2 separate regions of the Zea mays genome follow, and region 2 is linked to region 1. Evidence: chromatin contacts called from public Hi-C data. All regions are on one chromosome and are shown on one strand. Each heading gives the region's core, a stretch centred on a gene start, on an enhancer-like site or on the middle of the called end of the contact. The rest is flanking DNA. Distances are from core to core; before and after follow the strand shown. Region 1 holds the start of LOC100383121. Region 2 holds the start of LOC732720 (hemoglobin 2).

Region 1 (3,913 bases), core at 667-3,166:
CATGAGCATCACTTGATGTTTCGAACGTAATTAGTCTTGCTGCGGTTCTCCATTTTCTAGTACTTGCGATGATTAATGTCGCATAAAACCAGTACTGTCAAGTGTCAATCAAAAATGAAGAGGAAGGAGAATCAGTGTGCTTACAGTTCTTCCTCTGGCTCATTCTTCAGAGCATTCTTCACGATACACTGGAAGGCGTCTTCCACGTTCGTTCCGTCCTTAGCAGACGTCTCAAAGTACGGGATGTTCCCTTTGGAAGCACACCATGCCTTTGCCTTTTTCTCAGATACCTAAAATGAAAGTGGTTCACATTTCTAACCAGCACAATCTAGTTCAAGCGGAGAATTTATTCTGAGAGCAAATCGTGCAGTGGTGTTTACCACGCGGCTGTTGCCACCATCTACATCAACTTTGTTACCCAACAGAACAAAAGGGAAATTATCAGGATCTGATGGGCTAGCCTGCAGAGGGAAACATCCAAAGTTAGATAAAAAGACAGGATTGCTGTGAGACTGAACTAATAAACCATTGGAGATATTTCACCTGAATTAGAAACTCTTCTCGCCAGTTATTCAGGTTGTCAAATGATTTCATAGAATTAACATCATAGACTAGGACACAACAATCTGCTCCCCGGTAGAATGCAACGCCGAGACTCTGAAACCTTTCCTGGCCAGCAGTGTCCCATATCTACAAAGATATGTTGTTAAATACCCTAAACCAGCGGACAATACCTTTGACATTTCTCTTCACATCATATTATTCTGAATCTACATTTATTATGTACGCAATAGAGACGACCAAGATGAAGAAGCATAAAAAAATAACAGATATCTAGAAGGTTTGAAATTATCTGAACAGTCATCTGTTAATTAAGCAAAGATCAAGATTTCGGTCAAGTACAAAAAAGGGTTAATGACACACTTGTCCCAAATGCCCTATGCTAATCTAAACAACATCATGACAATCAGCAGCGCGATGCCAACATCTGATTCACTATTAATGAAAATAATGTACATGCCCACAAGTTGTGAAGAGTACACTTTTTACAATTTAGGAGGAGCGTTTTATAGCAGAAATACTTCGCTGCATTGTTTTGCTAATGCAGTAAATTAATGAAGCAATAAAATTGATGAACTGACATTTTGTCAACAAGAGCTAGTGCCGGAGCTCGATATTTCAAGTGCAAGCGAACTGCCTAAATAAAACAGCATATTGGGTAGACTGTGTCGGCCGCAACAAACATGATGCTATGGCCTAACAAGCAAGCATTCGAGTGTTTAACGGCAAACATCCTCTCTTATACTTTTTAAGCATCATGGCTGATAAATTCGCAAACTAATTAATAAAGTACTAAGTTGACGTAAAGAAACCGAACTACTCGCGGAGCACGGCACAGCATATGGATAGGGGAACCAATCTTACTTGCAGAGTGAAGAGCCTGTCCTCGAACTGCACCTCCTTGGTGAGGAAATCCGCGCCGATCGTAGCCTTGTACTGATTGCTGAACTTCTTGTTCACATATCTGAATTACATCACAGCTCAAAGAAAACAAGCCAACCAACCAGAAGAAATAAAAAAATCGACGAAACGAAATCAAGTCAGCTTGTCAAGAATCGATCCGAATCGCAGGATACTGGTTCATCAAGGAAGTCTTCCCAACCCTAGATCACAGGAAACAGAGATCAGCGAGAGACAAAAAGGCAAAGCGTTCGCAAGGGGGGAGCGGGAGTGGGGCCAGGGAGGAGGGGATCTGAAGCGCGCACCCACTATCGCCGAGGATGATGACCTTGAGCAGGGTGCGGCGGCGCGAGGCCATCGGGATCTAGGGCCCACACGGGGCGGCGATCTCGCGCGCGGGGACTGGAAGAGGAAGGCGGAGAGCCGGGGAGAGGGAGACCTGGCCAAGAGACTTGTTGGGGTTGGGGAGCCGTCGCGATGCGTTGCGTTTTGGGGTGGCCTGGTAGTGGTGGGCGCCTGTGATGAGGTGGCGGCCACACCGCGGCCCACAGATGAGCAACTCGCATCCGTTGTAGGTAAGGGCTGCATATCGAGACAGGCTCGGATCGGCAGAATTCGAGCTGGTTTCCCAGAGCTGTTTGACACAGCTGCTGCTTATTAAAGAAACAACTTATCTGATAAGCTAGTAAAAAACAGCTTCTGCTTGTTGTCTGTTTTTAGTTTATTTTAAAAAGCAGCTGAATTAATAAGCTGCTGCAAAAGCTGTCTGTTTGTCAGAACTTCTGCTTAAATTTGTGAAGAAGCTGAAAATAAGCTATGCCAAACAGGGCCTTAAACTAAAGAGTTGGCTCGGTTCGATTCGGCTCGTTAATCTAACGAGTCATAGAGTCAGTTTAGCTCGTTAAGCTAACGAATTATAGAGTCAGCCTAGTTCGGCATGTTTACGAGCTCGAGCTAACTGGTTTAGCTCACGAGCCACAATAGAAAAAACATTATGTGAAAGTCGCCTAGAGGGGGGGTGAATAGGGCGAAACTGAAATTTACAAATATAAACACAACTACAAGCCGGGTTAGCGTTAGTATTAAAGAAACGAGTCCGCAAGAGAGGGCTCAAAACAAATCCCAAGCAAATAAGCAAGTGAGACACGGAGATTTGTTTTACCGAGGTTCGGTTCTTGCAAACCTACTCCCCGTTGAGGAGGCCACAAAGGCCGGATCTCTTTCAACCCTTCCCTCTCTCAAACGATCCGCGGATCGAGTGAGCTTTCTTTTCTCAATCACTTGGAACACAAAGTTCCCGCAAGGACCACCACAAGCTTGGTGTCTCTTGCCTCAATTACAAGTGAGTTTGATTGCAAAGAAAGGATCAAGAAAGAAGAAAGCAATCCAAGCGCAAGAGCTCGAAAGAACACAAGCAAATCACTCTCTCTAATTACTATGGCGTTGTGTGGAGTTTGGAGAGGATTTGATCTCTTTGGTGTGTCTAGAATTGAATGCTAGAGCTCTTGTAGTAGTTGGGAAGTGGAAAACTTGGATGCAATGAATGATGGGGTGGTTGGGGTATTTATAGCCCCAACCACCAAATGTGGCCGTTGGGAGGCTGTCTGTTCGATGGCACACCGGACAGTCCGGTGTACACCGGACAGTCCGGTGCCCCCTGCCACGTCATCACTGCCGTTGGATTCTGATCGTTGGAGCTTCTGACTTGTGGGCCCGCCTGGGTGTCCGGTGCACACCGGACAGCTATTGTTCCTTGTCCGGTGTGCCGGAATGGGCGCGCCTGCCATCTGCGCGCGCAGAGCGCGCATTAAATGCGCAGCAGGTATCCGTTGGCGCGGAGATAGCCGTTGCTCCGGAGTCGCACCGGACAGTCCGGTGCACATCGGACAGTCCGGTGAATTTTAGCGGACTAGCCGTTGGAGTCTCCCGAAGCTGGCGAGTTCCTGAGGCCGACCTCCCTTGGCGCACCGGACACTGTCCGGTGTACACCGGACAGTCCGGTGAATTATAGCGCGAGTGCCTCTGGAAATTCCCGAAGGTGGCGAGTTTGGGGTGGAGTCCTCTGGTGCACCGGACACTGTCCGGTGGTGCACCGGACACTGTCCGGTGTACACCGGACAGTCCGGTGCTCCCAGACCAGAGGGCCTCCGGTTGCCACTTTGCTCCTTTGTTGAATCCAAAACTTGGCCTTTTTATTGGCTGAGTGTGAACCTTTTACACCTGTATAATCTATACACTTGGGCAAACTAGTTAGTCCAATTGTTTGTGTTGGCCAATTCAACCACCAAAATTAATTAGGGACTAGGTGTAAGCCTAATTCCCTTTCAATCTCCCCCCTTTTTGGTGATTGATGCCAACACAAACCAAAGCAAATATAGAAGTGCATAATTGAACTAGTTTGCATAATGTAAGTGTAAAGGTTGCTTGAATTTGAGCCAAAATAAAAACTTAC
Region 2 (3,756 bases), core at 879-3,378, 220 kb before region 1:
TCTACTGTTCTTGCCCTGGCGTCCACCGTACACGTACTGTTAGAGGTCTTATCATTGGAGGCTAGGAGCTAAGAATAAAATTGAAGACTTATAAAGAAAATATTAGCCTACTTTTAAAATAGAGAGTAAAGAATATTGACATGTTTATATGGTTTTAATCCGTATCGATTTCTACCGTTTTTTGAATTTATAGTTGCAGCAGTCCAAAGAATCATCTTTGAAACAACCAGTATATTAACAAGTCCAAGACTCCGAGCTGTCTTGCTGTTTCTCGTGGCTATTTTTAACAAGCTCCCCATGTCGACGATGGATGCATGGAGGAACAGTTTAGTATTGTTGCTTGGTACTTGAATCATGATTGACTTATAAAAAAAGAATACAATTCTAACACAATGATAAGTTGAATTATCTTAAATTTAATATATATAAAATATTAGTATTTTGGTATCAAATAAAATATTTAGATTTATTATGAGAAAAATATGCAAAATACACTCATTTGACATTATAAACAATAGTATCTTTAACTACATATTTGATCGAATTTTATTAAAACCATATCTAGTATTACATTTTTTACGGGTGGCTAACTTTGCTGCCCTTTGTTAACAAAATTCGCTGGAGAGACTTTCTCCAGTTTGTGGTCCATCAAAGAAAGATCTTCCTTCTTTTTAGACAGAGGAAGCACCTCCGTCAAGACTGCGCCTCTAGATGTTCTATTCATAGTAAAAAGGGATAAGGGAAAGTGGAAACGATTTCCTTATTGTGTTAGGCTATCTGCACTCGCGGACTGCAAACTGGATGCATCGCCATTTACAGTAAAATATCCCTGCAGCGGTGGACTGTATGACCAACTACACCGGGCCCAAGGCGAGCTCGAACCTCAGATATAGCGTCTTGCAGTGGATACCCTATTCCTCCACGTGGACAACCACCTCTTCCTCGCGCGCGATGCCGGACTTGGACGGAGGAGCAGGCGGCCACGTGGTTTGGTTGAAAATCAAATCAAGAATTTCATTATATCCCTTTCTTCTACCTTCAATTTTATATCATATTTCATAAGGATAAACAATAGGGATAGGCTCTGGAACAGAAGTAATAAAGTACATAAAAATCGGCAATCTAAATATTCCTACCTAATATATCAGGACGGTCTTATTAATAATTCTAATGAGTTATCTTGGAATTTTGAATCGAATCAAAAAATCTATATTATGCTCACTCAAGGAAAGTAGATGTAGATAGGGGCTTATATCGGTGGAGGATGACAGCGCGCCGCCGGGTCGGATCCACGCGCCTCCTCGCCGGATCCGCGTGGCTTCGCCGGATTCGTGAGTCGCCTGGCCGGATCCGCGCGTGCCCGAGCCGGATTCGCGAGCCGCCGGGCTGGATCCGCACGCCTCCTCGCCGGATCCGCGCGCGCCGGCGTGGGAGAGGAGAGCGGCGCGCCGGCCCGGATCCGCTCGACGCCGGGGAGGAGGAAGAGGGAAGGAGGCGCGGTGGCCGGCCGGAGGGAAGGAGGCTGGGGAGGTGGAGGCAAGGCGGAGGACGAAGAGCGAGCGGGTGGAGGGGAGGCGAGCGGCTGCTGTCTGCCGCGGGGGAGGCGGAGTGCCGAGCGGGGAGGTAGGTAGGCAGGGTAGGAGAGTGGGAAAAATAATATAAAACGTGGGAGTTGGTATAGAGTTGAGATGTAGAGTAAACATGAGCGCAGGGAATTGTTGTATAGAGTAGAGAATATTGCTGATTAGGACGAAATATTCTTTTTAGAGTGGATTTTTAGAGTTGAATGAGTGTGGATAGCCTTATATAAAACCCCAAAAGTAGTGGAAACGATCTAAAATCTTCCACGACGTGACCAGCACGTGGAGTCATGGACGGGACGATACCCCCGCCCCTCAAAAACAAAAGGTCTCGTGGGAATCAGCGTCATGGACAGAAGATGCTTCTGCCCCGTTTCTTCTGCCCCGTTCGCACGTTCAAGGGCCACGCACCTCTCCGAAAAATCAAAGCACAGCCTCCTGTAGCTAGCCCTAGCTTGAGTCTCTCCCGGTCTCCCCTCACCTCACGCTGGTTGCCTATATAAACGAAGATCAGATCTCGCACCGGCGTAGCATCACACGGGGAACACACAAAACATACTCCTGCCGAAGCGCTGAGAAGTAGCTAGACAAGAATAATGGGGTTCAGTGAGGCACAGGAAGAGCTCGTCCTCCGTTCATGGAAAGCCATGAAGAGCGACTCTGAGTCGACTGCTCTTAAGTTCTTCCTCAGGTGTGTGATGACACTACGTACATTCGCGTGCAATTTGTTTTCCATGGCATGTGTTTACTCTGGAACCGTCATTTTCTTTCGTGCCATGCTAAATAAATAAATAAATAAAAACAGGATCTTTGAGATCGCGCCGGGTGCCAAGCAGATGTTCTCCTTCCTGCGCGACGCCGGCGACGCGCCGCTGGAGAAACACCCCAAGCTCAAGGCCCACGCCGTCACCGTCTTCGTTATGGTCAGCCACCTCGATCTATCTCTGTACTGTACGCATGTTTCTATCCTCATCTAGCTACCTGCTGCTTTGCTTTAATTGGCGTCCAGGCATGCGAGTCGGCGACGCAGCTGAGGAGCACCGGCGACGTGAAGGTGAGGGAGGCCACCCTGAAGCGGCTGGGCGCGACGCACGCCAGGGCGGGCGTCGCCGACGCGCATTTCGAGGTAACTTCATTAACACGTGTTTCTATCCATGGGGCGCAATGAACCTCTGCAAGTGCAAGCTCGATGGCACAGATTATATATTCCAGCGCTCGCAAGTGTCGTCGGTTGCAGTGAGTGAGCTGTGAGCGGTGGCGATTGACAGACAGAGACCCACCGGTCTTGCTCGTCTTTAAACGTGCAGGTCGTCAAGACGGCGCTGCTGGACACCATCAGGGACGCGGTCCCGGACATGTGGACGCCGGAGATGAAGGCGGCGTGGGAGGAGGCCTACGACCAGCTGGCCGCCGTCATCAAGGAGGAGATGAAGAACGCCGCCGCCGCCGAGGAGCAGACGAAGAACGCCGCCACCGCCGCGGAGGAGACGACGAACGCCGCCGCCGCCGAGGAGGAGACGACGAACGCCGCCGCGGCTGTTGATGCTTCCTAGCTCCTAGCCTAGCCTCCTGCTACGCTCCTCTGCTAGCGACCGTGGCACGCGCACCGCTGCGTTAATGGGTGTTTTTGGACTGCTGCTGGCCTGATACCTAACTACGGAGCTGTCGCTAATGCTGCTGCATTTTTGTTTGTCGACCGCATCATTTTTGTGATGATGAATAAAATATTCAGAAAAGGCCCGTCATGCGAGTGAAATTTGACTGAACGTCGTGAGAATTTAAGGCCGAAACAGTGACATCTCTAGTTGTATAAGTGTTGGCGCTGATTTGGGCGCCAAACACTGAAACAAACTATCTAGCGGTGCTCTCTGTGGAGTCACGGACACTCCGCGACATAGGGTCGTATAGTCCGCAACTTGGGCACCGGTGCACGCTTCCGCAACCGAGGGTCTTCTTTTTCGCGAAGAACACTAGAACTCACCCTCGAGAGAGATCCCTTCGAGGGAGAGAGTTCTAAGATATTGCTCCGGGTCAGCAGGTCGCCCGACACTTCTCTAATCGATGTAGAGTCGAAGAGAGATTTTGTGAAGACTAAACTAGATGTAAAACTAAGGCTTGATTACTTCTACTCCTAAATTGGAAGAACGATGCAAATAAGGTAAAAATTGATAAATAG

The links. Hi-C and Micro-C count contacts between places; a contact is called where the count stands out from the background.
Region 2: a Hi-C map of tassel shows a contact between it and region 1, with 1.6 times the contacts expected there. The contact joins the promoter of LOC732720 here to the promoter of LOC100383121 in region 1. A contact is called at or near these places in 6 of 25 Hi-C or Micro-C datasets (bundle sheath, ear, leaf and 1 more).

Annotation. Positions count from the first base shown.
Region 1 is chr6:170,417,555-170,421,467 of Zm-B73-REFERENCE-NAM-5.0, reverse strand. It overlaps LOC100383121, which reads right to left and starts at 1,916. Exons shown (of 7, transcript NM_001175787.1): 1 at 1,767-1,916; 2 at 1,638-1,664; 3 at 1,426-1,525; 4 at 544-690; 5 at 381-461; 6 at 145-290. The coding sequence starts at 1,819.
Region 2 is chr6:170,636,647-170,640,402 of Zm-B73-REFERENCE-NAM-5.0, reverse strand. LOC732720 (hemoglobin 2) reads left to right here and starts at 2,128. Exons shown (of 4, transcript NM_001112349.2): 1 at 2,128-2,271; 2 at 2,386-2,503; 3 at 2,590-2,706; 4 at 2,888-3,320. The coding sequence starts at 2,177. The coding sequence ends at 3,133.